Regions from separate parts of the Sus scrofa genome. Here region 2 is linked to region 1. The links are chromatin contacts, called in public promoter capture Hi-C maps. All regions are on one chromosome and are shown on one strand. Each heading gives the region's core, a stretch centred on a gene start, on an enhancer-like site or on the middle of the called end of the contact. The rest is flanking DNA. Distances are from core to core; before and after follow the strand shown. Region 1 holds the start of BSN (protein bassoon). Region 2 holds the start of UBA7 (ubiquitin-like modifier-activating enzyme 7).

The links. Promoter capture Hi-C pulls out the DNA fragments that hold promoters and counts their contacts.
Region 2: a promoter capture Hi-C map of fetal liver shows a contact between it and region 1, with 3 times the contacts expected there. The contact joins the promoter of UBA7 here to the promoter of BSN in region 1. A contact is called at or near these places in 2 of 5 promoter capture datasets (fetal liver and liver) and 1 of 2 datasets of contacts at active chromatin or transcription factors (alveolar macrophages).

Annotation. Positions count from the first base shown.
Region 1 is chr13:32,103,790-32,109,569 of Sscrofa11.1, reverse strand. BSN (protein bassoon) reads right to left here and starts at 2,603. Exons shown (of 12, transcript XM_021068762.1): 1 at 2,276-2,603. The coding sequence starts at 2,493.
Region 2 is chr13:32,338,559-32,343,964 of Sscrofa11.1, reverse strand. UBA7 (ubiquitin-like modifier-activating enzyme 7) reads left to right here and starts at 2,702. Exons shown (of 25, transcript XR_306784.3): 1 at 2,702-2,875; 2 at 2,959-3,127; 3 at 3,222-3,356; 4 at 3,465-3,571; 5 at 3,905-3,995; 6 at 4,099-4,234; 7 at 4,431-4,528; 8 at 4,621-4,767; 9 at 5,176-5,358. TRAIP (E3 ubiquitin-protein ligase TRAIP) reads left to right here. Exons shown (of 31, transcript XR_002337524.1): 17 at 2,685-2,875; 18 at 2,959-3,995; 19 at 4,099-4,528; 20 at 4,621-4,767; 21 at 5,176-5,406. LOC106505605 (a long non-coding RNA gene) reads right to left here and starts at 2,661. Exons shown (of 5, transcript XR_001300181.2): 1 at 2,527-2,661.

The sequences.
Region 1 (5,780 bases), core at 1,354-3,853:
ACAGGATTCGAGCTCTTCAGCCACAAATGCTGGAGCTGCCCCCTCAGAGAGCCCAAATCAGCTCACAATGAAAATGAAGATACTAATTCAGCCTGGGGTGACAAGGGGTAATACAGCAACAGGAAAGAGCCAGGAATTGATTCCCCCAGAACCTCAGTTCCATTCCCATCAGGGGTTAGTAAAACAATTTCCACCTTATCTGACCTTCTACCTACCTCAATTCACAATATAATTCCCCCAAATTCACAAGCCAGCTTGAAATTATGCCAACGCTCTTTCCTGAATACCCAGAAGCACATGCCACAGGGCTTTTTCTCCATCAATGGGCCAATCTGTTCAGCAGCGTCTCAGAACAGAACATGCTAAATTTGGCATCAGGTACCTGAGACACTCTGGTGAGAGGAAGTAGAGTCATTCTGATGCTGAAGGAGAAACATACCATGGAGGTACAGCTCAGCTGAGGTGATGTGACAAGCTGAATATCAGCTAAAAGAATAAATTCCATCTCCTACGAGCCCCCAATCCTGAGCTTTGGTGAAAAATAGCCAGCTCACCACCTGCGCTTAACAACTGTAGGACCTTAGCACCACAGCCCATGTGTGTGTCTTGCCCACAGCCAGGAGCAAGATTATATGACTGCTAAATACAGCAGGAGATCATGGTTCCTTAACCCACTGTAGTTTGTGGGTCTACCCTGTAGCAAAACATATAGACAGGGAAGAAATGAAATACTGGGAAGGAATATGAGTAGGCACTAACCACTTTCTGTCCCTTTGAGCTGCCCAAGTCTTTCCAAAATCTCACATGCTTGGCTCTGCAACATCAGATAAACACCAAGCACAGCAGCCTGTTTGGTTACCAGAAGAGAAACACTGGATTCCCCATATAGAAAACTCCTAATAACAAGGTGTTTTTCCACTCTGCTGTAGATGCTTTCCCTTGGAAGGAAAGCTCTAAAGCCTAAGTGAGCCTTCCTCAAGCTAAAACTCAAAGAGCAGCTCAATGCGCAGCAAAATGGACAGTATTTGCAGTACTAAGAACGGTGTGCTAACAAACACAGATAGCTATTAGCATTACCATAATAGCTAATATAAAATGGGTAAATCCCCCTTCCAAAAGAGATGTTCACAGGCTGGCCTGTCTGTGGCAGGTTTCAGGCTACTAAGACCCTTTCATTTCTGTTAGTTGTCTAAGAAATGACTTCTGAGGAAATAAACCCGTAAGAGGCACAGCTGGGCAGCTGAAGAATAAAAAATTATGCTCCCTCACAGTTTATGTGCCCCCACATAGAAAAGCCAAGGCAACATTATCAGCAGACTCATATGGACTCAGAAGCACCCCTGGGTTTTGCTACTTCCCAGCTCTATTTGGTGTAAAGACAGTGCTTCCATTTTATCTTGTCTCTTGGTAGCTTTCCTGAGTGTTCAGTCTACTAATTTATTATAGATTGCCATTTTCTTCCTCTGCATTTCCTTTCCACTTGATTGTTTATACAACCTCAACTGGCATACATTTTAAACAAGCTGGTTTTAGAGTATTTGATCAGATATGTCTGTTTAAAGCATTCCACTGATTTGAGTGGTAACCTAAGTCATAAGACAACATGAACATACTCGGTTCTAGATGATTCAACAGCATTTTTGCTTCACCCCAAAGTGTTTCACTAAACCATGATGAAAGCACATGACCCTGTTACTATTGTTGAGCCTAAATAAGTACCTTGTGGTGTCCAGTACCACTTTCCCTTCCTCCAAAGATGATTTTGACTACTAAATGCCTGAGGAAAGCGTATGACCAAGTTCATGGTTCAACTATTTCCATATCTTTCTGCTCCTCGCAGTGACACTTATCTTCCCTGACAGCCACTCCCATTGTGCTCTTTCCTTGGCCCAACACAATGGACAAATGCAGACACAAGCAGACAGGGAAGACGTTTTCCATCCCACTGCTTCCCAGTGCAGAAGAACCAGGCTGAGGTTACATAAGCCCCTCCTTAGCCTGGCACTGGGGGAAAGCGAATTTGGGGTTCGTGACGGAGTCACGGTCTGCAGGCCCAGACTGACCCTGCGCTCACCATCCTGCTTTACTAAGGCAGGACGGCTGTAATGGAAGGGATGCTTCTCGCGACTGACCACTCGGCTCACGTCAGTCCGACTGGGCTCAAAGTGTAGCTGGACGTCCGATCTCGCTGTCCAGACTAGACTGCAGGGTCGTGGGCCCCAGCTTCGGCCTCAGGCTGCAGTTCCCGCCCCCGGGCGCCTTGCCCTGCGCTTACCTGCCCGGGCCAGGGCCGGGGCCGGGGCCGGGGCCGGGGCCTGGACCCGGTGGTCCGGCGGTAGCCCGTGCCCCGCCTGCTGCCAAGAGCTGTCCGCCGCCAGCCGGTGCTGAAGGCGGCTTCCCTACCCCGGGGCCCGGGCCGGGGCCGGGGCCGGAGCCTCCGGGCGGCAGCGGCCCTTCGCCAACGCCGCCCTCCAGGCTGGCCTCGTTGCCCATGGCGGGCAGACGGGCGGGGCCGAGGTCGCACTGGGCCCGGGCCGGCGGCTCCCGGGCAGCTGCTCACACGCTCCGCGCCGCCGCCGCCGCCGCCGCCATCTCCCAGCTCGGCTCGCGCCGCCGCCTGCCGCTGCGCATGCGCGGCCCTCGTGCCTCTTCCCTGTACACACCCCCACCCCACGCACGCGCGCGCTCCCTCCTGCTGGTGAGGACGCGTGTCCAAGAGCCCCCGGCGGAGTGGCGGGGAAACAGCCGCCTTGGCCCGCGCATGCGCCTTCCGGGGCCGCCAAAGCCGGCGTTCGCTATCCGGGGCCCAGCAAGTGTCGGCAGGAGCATCCGATCAAACCAGGATTGGAGAGACACAGACCACGAGAAAGGGCTGTGAGGGCGACCCGCCGTACCCTGCCCTGGAGTCAGTGACGCTTACTGCCTCAGAGAACTCAGGAATGGGAGCTCTCATTTGGGTAACTTCAGGGTCCCAACTGGCAGACTTCGTGGGAACAGGCCTCAGAGAGGGGTCACTGAGTGTAGCATCAAAGGATGTTTAGGAGTTGGAGAAATAAATGAACAAGTGTGTTCAGAGGCGCATTGTCATGGAAGGACTGAGATAAAGGATGCTGGGTGATGGGACTGGTTATGAGGGTCTCAAAGGGATTGAAGACTTTATCCAGATGTCGCCATGGGAACCATCTGGGTTTCATGCTGAGCCCTTGTCCCAGGGGAAGGAGTTTCAGGAAGTGTCCCTGGGAAAGGTGGAGGGTGTGTCAGGGCTGGCCTGAAGCCAGATGGAAGGTTGCCTCAGCAGGCCCTGGGACAGTGACCTTGAGGATGAGGAAAAGGAGTTGATGTTTCTTAGAGTCCTTGGGCTGTGGTTCCCAGGGACTGTCTAGACGAGGGGCTGCAGGCTGCCTCTGCATTAACCTGAGAGCTCACCAAATTATTTTTCCATTACCTCAGTTTACAGACTTCGGTGTCTGCATACTACTCTGCCTCCTGGCTTCTTACACAAACCTGTACTTTCCTGAGAGAGAATACTTCTTAGAAGATCCAGACTATACTCCAAACTTCCTGGCTTCATAAATCATGGCTGTGTACGAGTTCCTGTCATGGCACAGCAGAAACGAATCCGACTAGGAACCATGAGGTTGCGGGTTCAATCCTGGCCTCGCTCAGTAGGTTAAGGATCTGGTGTTGCCATAAGCTGTATTGTAGGTCGCAGATGTGGTTCAGCTGTGGCATAGGCCGGAGGCAACAGCTCCAATTAGATCCCTAGCCTGGGAACCTCCATATGCCACGGGTGCATCCCTATAAGGACAATCAATCAATCAATCAATCATGGCTGTGAAGAAGAACTTGAGTAAACTTGGACCTATTTTACAAACCCATTTAATTCTGCTAATGATGAAGAATAAATCAAATGTGATGTCAGCATTTCTAACCTGACCTGGAATAACTCAGAAAACCCAATGAACACTGATAACCAGGCTGATGGACAGACTTTGGCTGGGCCTTCCCATGCATTCTTATCTGCTCCCTCAACCTCTGGGATGGAGCTCCTGAAGCTTGGATCCCTGAATTGACTGACTCTGCTGCCTGGGATGATGAGAGCCTCTCTGCCTGTGTTATGATGGTCTTCACTGTGTTTCCTCCTGTGTTTGAATCATCTTTGTATCTGGTGCTCATCTAGGCTCTACAAGGATCCATGTTTCAGCTGTGCCACTTCCCAAATGGGATCTTAGCAACTGACTTAGGCTCACAAAGCCTCCATTTCCTAGCCTGCAAAGTTAGAATAATAGTAGTTCTCATTGTAGCTCAGTAGGTTCAGAATCCAACATGTGTCCATGAGGATGCAAATTCAATCCCTGGCCTCTATCAGGGGGTTAAAGATCCAACATCACCACAAGCCACAGCATAGGTCGAAGATAAGGCTTGCTGTGGCGTAGGCCAGCAGCTACAGCTCCAATTCAACCTGTAGCCCTGGGAACTTCCATATGCCACGGGTGCAGACATTAAAAAAAAAAAAAAAAGGTTATAATATTAGCCTCTCTTAACTGGGTGGGGGTGTGTGTTTGGTTGTGAGAGTGGAGTGGCTAATGTAAGTAAAACATACCAACAAGTGCCTGGCATACACATGACCAACTTTTTTTTTTCTTCTTTTTTTAGAGCCACACCCACAGCAAATGGAAGTTTCCAGGCTAGGGGTTGAATCAGAGCTGCAGCTGCTGGCCTACACCACAGCCACGGCCATGCCAGATCCGAGCCATGTCTGCAACCTACACCACAGTATATGTCAACACCAGATCCTTAACCTACTGAGCAAGGCCAGGGATTGAACCTGCATCTTCATGGATATTAGTCAGATTCATTTGCACTGAGCCACGACAGGAACTCTGTCACATGATCAACTTTATTATTAATTGGTTCTCTGGTGGGTGATCTTGAGGTAGGAGGTAGATGAGCCCCTGGGCTGAAAACAGCTGGGACTTGTTAAGCCAAGTAGATTGGGCCTTGCCTCTCTAACACCTCAAGAAGAAAGTTAAGAGCTGGAGCTGAGCTCTACTAGAGTAGAAAGATAAGATTGACCACTTCATTCGATCCTGGTGTCAAGAAGAGCTCCCCAATAACCCATGCACAGTAAGACCCCTAAGGATCAAAAAAAGGAGGGGGCACCAGACCATAATTAAGCCCTGATACTGTCCCAGCATCCCTTGCTCTGGAATCCGTCTTTGCCAAAAGATGTACATGCATTAAGGGGAGGGGCCTGTGTCCAGTCAGGTGTGAGAAATAAAACAAGATATATGGCCAAAGGTAAACAAACACCCAGAAGTACTGTCCTGTATAAGTGAGTTAAATCACCTCTCTAGTGCACTGCTCACTCGGGGACAGCCGCGCCTGCACTCCCCTTCAGGTGTGTATTATTTCTTTGCTTCTGACTTAAATAAAAACTACTTCTCTGTGTGCTCTCCCACATGTTGTACAATAAACTTTATACCTGTTTTCACAATCTATGCCTCTTTGAAACATTCTTGCTGTCAACAGTGGCCAAGAATTACAGCAACTCTGCTCTCAGCCTCTAGCTAGTCTTAGTGGCTAGGATTCCTGGTTTTTATCCAGGCTGTCCAGGTTCAATTCCTGAGCAGAGAATTGAGATCTCAATTCAAGCCATCACTCACTGCTGTCTGTTGGAGATCACTCTGGGATTTGGGTTTTTTTCTGCCACATCTTCTCTCCCGGAAAAGCATGTATACAGGCACTATGGGCAGGCCAGTGACCTGACCTTGGCCCAA
Region 2 (5,406 bases), core at 1,453-3,952, 230 kb before region 1:
TTTTGGCAGAAACTACTACTGACAAATTTTGAAACTGGAAAGTATAATAACTGAAAGATTCACCAGAGTCACAAATGTCAGTTGCCTTCTTACAGATCAGCAATGAAAAATTTAAATTAAATACACAAGAAATTCCCTTATGGTGCAGCAGGTTAAGGATCTGGCGTTGCAACTGCAGTGTCTTGTGTCGTTGCTGTGGCTTAGGTTTGATCTCTGGCCTGGAAAATTCTGCATACTATGGGCATGGCCAAAAAAAATAAAATAGCAATGATATTAGTACTATACATCTATTCGAATAGCCAAAATTCAAAACACTGGGAGTTAACCACTGGCGCAGTGGTTAACGAATCTGACTAGGAACCATGAGGTTGCGGGTTCGATCCCTGGCCTTGCTCAGTGGATTAACGATCCGGCATTGCCATGAGCTGTGGTGTATGTCGCAGACACGGCTCGGATCCCGTGTTGCTGTGGCTCTGGTGTAGGCTGGCAGCTACAGCTCTGATTCAACCCCTATCCTGGGAACCTCCATATGCCATGGGAGTGGCCCAAGAAATGGCAAAAAACAAAACAAAAATTCAAAACACTGACAATACCAAATGCTAGCAAGGATGTGGAACAACAAGAACTCTGATTCATTGCTAGTAGGAGTGCAAAATTGTACACTATGGCAATTTTTTACAAAGCTGAACATAGTGTTATCATAACCCAACAATTGTGGTCCTGGATATTTATCCAGATGAGTTTAAAACTTATGTTCACACTTGACAGCACATAAATGTTTATAATAGCTTTATTCATAATTGCCCCAAATTGGGGGTCAACCAGGATATCCCTCAATAGGGGAAATTATGTGTGTAAGGTATGAGGGAGCATATGGAAACTCTCCACATGGGTCCTTAAGGTGTAGTAGTGGTTATGAGAAAAGCAGAAATTCACCAGAATTTACTGAAATTTACCATCCTCTTCATCAATCTCTCCCATGGATAGTAAAAATGTTGTATCTTACTCCAAATTTCCAAAGTAATTGTTTTGGACAGTTTTGGCAAGCTCAATTATTCTTTCAGTGGAAGGATGGGTTTCCACAGCTTTCTCCTCTGTCATCATCCCATGACTCTCAAACAACACACCCTTAATCAATTGATCAAAGAAGGGCTCACAAGGGAAATGATAAAATACCTTGAAATGATTGAAAATGAAAACACAACATATCAAAATTTATGGGATGCAGTAAAATCTGTACTGAGAGGAAAATTTGTAGCTATGAACATCTACATTTTTTAAAAAGAGCTGCCTGGCCTGGGCACTTCCATTTGCCAGAGGTGAGGCCATTAAAGCAGAAAAGAAAAAGAAAGGATGGAAGGAAGAGAAAGAAAGGAAGGAAGAAAGATAGATTGGAATTCCCTTGTGGCGTAGCAGGTTAAGGATTGGTGGTGCTGTCACAGCAATGGCTTGGATTGCTGCTATGATGGGGGTTTGATCCCTGGCCCAGGAACTTCTACATACTGTAGGTACAGCCAAAGAAAGAAGACCTAAAGTCAATAACTCCACTGTACACCCCAAGGAACTGGAAAAAGAAGAGCAAACTGAACCAAAAGCTGGCAGAAGAAAGGATATAATAAAGGTTGGAATAGATACAAATAAAATAGAGATAGAAAATGTGATATTGTGATTTTTTTTTTCTTCTCTTTTTAGAGCCACACTTGCAGCATATGGAGGTTCCCAGGCTAGGGGTCTAATCAGAGCTACAGCTGCCTGGACAGGACCTGAACCATGTCTGCGACCTACACCACAGCTCACGGCAACGCCAGATCCTTAACACACTGAGCAAGGCCAGGAATCAAACCTGCAACCTCATAATTACTAGTCAGTTTCATTTCTACTGTGCCACAATGGGAACTCCGATATAGTGATTTATATTAAGAAATAAATATTTGGGAAGTTTCTGTTGTGGCGCAGAGGAAACAAATCCGACTAGTATCAATGGGGATGCAGGTTCAATCCCTGGCCTCCCTCAGCAGGTAAAAGGATCCAGCATTGCCATGAACTGTGGTGTAGGTCACAGACCTGGCTCGCATCCCACATTGCTGTGGCTGTGGTGTAGGCCAGTGGCTACAGCTCTGATTCAACCCCCTAGCCTGGGAACCTCCATGTGCCACTGGTGTGGCTCTTAAAAGAAAAAAACCTAAATACACACATAAAGTGGGAGGAGAGGGCACAGTCTTGTAGGACTGATCCCTTAACCTAAAGGATCTGATACTATGTCCAGGCAGTCCCCTGGGGGGTGGGACAACAGTAATCCCATAAACTCTCACAGCCTCTGGGATGGGATGGCTCTGCCCTCTAGGGTGTCTAAGTCTCTGTGTGAATAAGAGGCCAGGCGAGTCCTCAGGATAAGGGAGTTCTCACCAGCTCTCTGCGGCAGGAAACCCATTCAGGCAGGGGGTTAGGGGCCTGAGGTTTGGGACATCTAGGGAGCTATAGGAGGTACATGGAACCCTACCATGTACCCTTCCTCAAGAGAATTACCTGCTTCCCCAAAGGGTGTAAATGTCCAGGATCTCTGTCCCACTTTGCCAGTGCCTGAGGGCTGCCGGAACTCATCTTTACCAGGCTAGGCTGGGGGCAGGGCCAGGAGCTTGCTCTGTCTAGTTTCACTTTCACTTCTGCTTTCCCCAAAATGACAGAGAAGCCAGGAAGAAAGTTGTGACCTGTTGCGCCAGTCACAGCTGTGCACCGCCTCCCATAGCACTGCTTCCCGTGGCACTGCCTCCCACACAGACCCTATCTACAAGCACTGCAGCCTGTTTCCCAGCCTCAGGATGGATGTCCAGGAAACCTCCAAGTTGCTGGATGAAGAGCTGTACTCTCGGCAGCTGTGAGGCCCGAGGTGGGGAGGAGGGCAGGGTGGCCTTCTGCCTTCTGCTCTCCAACTGCCTATGTTCTTACTTCCACCCACAGGTATGTGTTGGGTTTGCCAGCCATGGAGAGGATTCAGGGAGCCAAGGTGCTGCTGTCAGGCCTTCAGGGCCTGGGGGCTGAGATAGCCAAAAACTTGGTCCTGATGGGAATAGGCAGCCTCACTCTTCATGATCCCCACCCTACCTGCTGGTCTGACCTGGCTGCCCAGGTGAGGGTCCTGGGGGCTCTGGGTTCCCACACCAGAGTGGGGGTAGGGCCCAAGAGAAAATTCCTTGTTTAAGCTGGACTGGGTCTGTCTTTAGTTTTTCCTCTCAGAGCAGGACTTAGGAAGGAGCAGGGCTGAGGCATCTCAAGAACTTCTGGCTAAGCTCAATGGAGCTGTTCAGGTGTGCATCCACAAGGGTGACATCACCGAGGATCTGCTGCTGCACTTCCAGGTGCCCTCCCAGCCCTACTTGCCAGGCCAGGCCAGTCCCTCTTCCAGCCCGTAGCAGCAGGGTGGGCTCACAGTGGTTCTGGCCCTGCTGATAATGAGGTCCACCCAGGTGGTAGTGCTGACTGCCCTGAAGCTGGAGGAGCAGCTGAAGGTGGGCAGCTTCTGCCACAAGCATGGAATCTGCTTTCTGGTAGCTGATACCCGAGGCCTCGTTGGGTAAGACGGCTTGCTTAGCCTGCCATATCTTAGGTTGCAACTGGTCCCATTGCTGTCCCCAGCTCCAGGCTTGCTCAGAATCCCACCACTCAATGCCATGCCTGTCCCAGCAACCCTTGTTGATTATGGACCCTAGTCCCATCCATGTGCTTCCTCTACCTCAGCCTCCAGACTTGCTCCAGTAAATCCTTCAAACCAGCTTCCATGCCCCTCCCAGCATTCTTCCCCTATTCCTCTGGGCTTGCCCTGATATCCCTCACCTTTCACCACAACTGTGCCACTCAACTACTCAGCCATCTCAATGACCTCTGCCTCCCCCCCACTCCCCAACAGGCAGCTGTTCTGCGACTTTGGTGAGAACTTCACTGTGCAGGAGCCAACAGAGGCAGAACCCCTGACAGCTGCCATCCAGCATATTTCTCAGGTGGGTGCTAAGGTGGGGGCACTCACCTACTGACTAAGGAGGGGCTGCTAGAGCCTGAGAGAGGCAGGGACAGGCAGCCCTGAGCAAGCCACCTCTTGTCCAGGGCTCCCCTGGCATTCTCACTCTGAGAGAACAGGCTGATGCCCATCACTTCCACAACGGGGATTTGGTGACTTTCTCTGGCATTGAAGGCATGGTGGAGCTCAACAACTGTGCTCCTTGGCCTCTCCGCGTGCGGGGTGAGTCAACCCCACTCTAACTCCAGGCTCAGTGCCCAGTCCCCCCGGGGGTGGACACAGCCTGATCCATGGAAATAAGTCCTCCCTCCACCTTCCTCAGGGTGGAGCAACATTGAGGACGTAGATGCAAGACAGGTGGAGTGTGGGGACCTACTCAGGTTTAGAGGTCATACTGACTAGGCTGGATCTCCCCCAGAGGACGGGACCTTGGAGATTGAGGACACATCCACCTTCTCTCGTTACTTGCGTGGTGGAGTTATCACTGAGGTTAAGAAATCCAAGACTGTGAGCCATGTGAGTTTAAGTGCATCTGAAGTTGTGGGCTTGGGCACCTCAAGGGACCCGCAGTGTTCTGGACCTGACCCTGAACTGAGTGCCTCTTGCAGGAGCCCCTGGACGTAGCCCTGCTCCAGCCCCGTGTGGTGGCCCAGAGTTCCCAGGAAGTTCACCGGGCCCACTGCCTGCATCAGGCCTTCCGTGCACTGCACAAGTTCCAGGAACTCAGCGGCCGCCGTCCTCAGCCCTGGGATCCTGTGAGTGGCCCTGATGTCCCCCATCTCCATCTTAGCGAGGCTTCACCTATCAGGAGGCAACAATAACTGTCTTACAGATCCACGTCTGAACCTAGAAGCAGTTTTCCACTCATATAAAAGAGATGATAAACACTATCTTTAGGCCAGAGGCTGGGTCCATGAAAGGGCCAGGCACAACGCCTGGGGACCCATGCTACTCCTAACTTCTTGGGTCTTGCCTGGAAGCGGCCCCCAGCTTGGGGATGCCTCCAGGACTGTTGTCTGGCACTGGGCAGCCTCTGGTGGGTCCTCCCCATTCTGGCTTCTGCTTTCTCTTCTGTGGAACAGGGTGGATGGCTGCCTGAAAGATTCAAATAGGGAGTGAAGCACAGGCATGGGCTGCTGTAGCCACAGAGTTCTACTCCATAGGTTGATACAGAGATGGTGGTGGACCTGGCCCGGGCCCTGGAACCACTGAAGGGGACAGAAGGAGAGCCATTGGAAGAGCAGCTGGATGAGGCTCTAGTGCGGACAGTCGCCCTGAGCAGTGCTGGTAGCTTGAGTCCCATGGCAGCCATGCTGGGTGCAGTGGCTGCCCAGGAAGTGCTGAAGGTGGGCACAGAGAGAGATGGGGCAGGGCTCCAAAGGGTACAGAGGTCT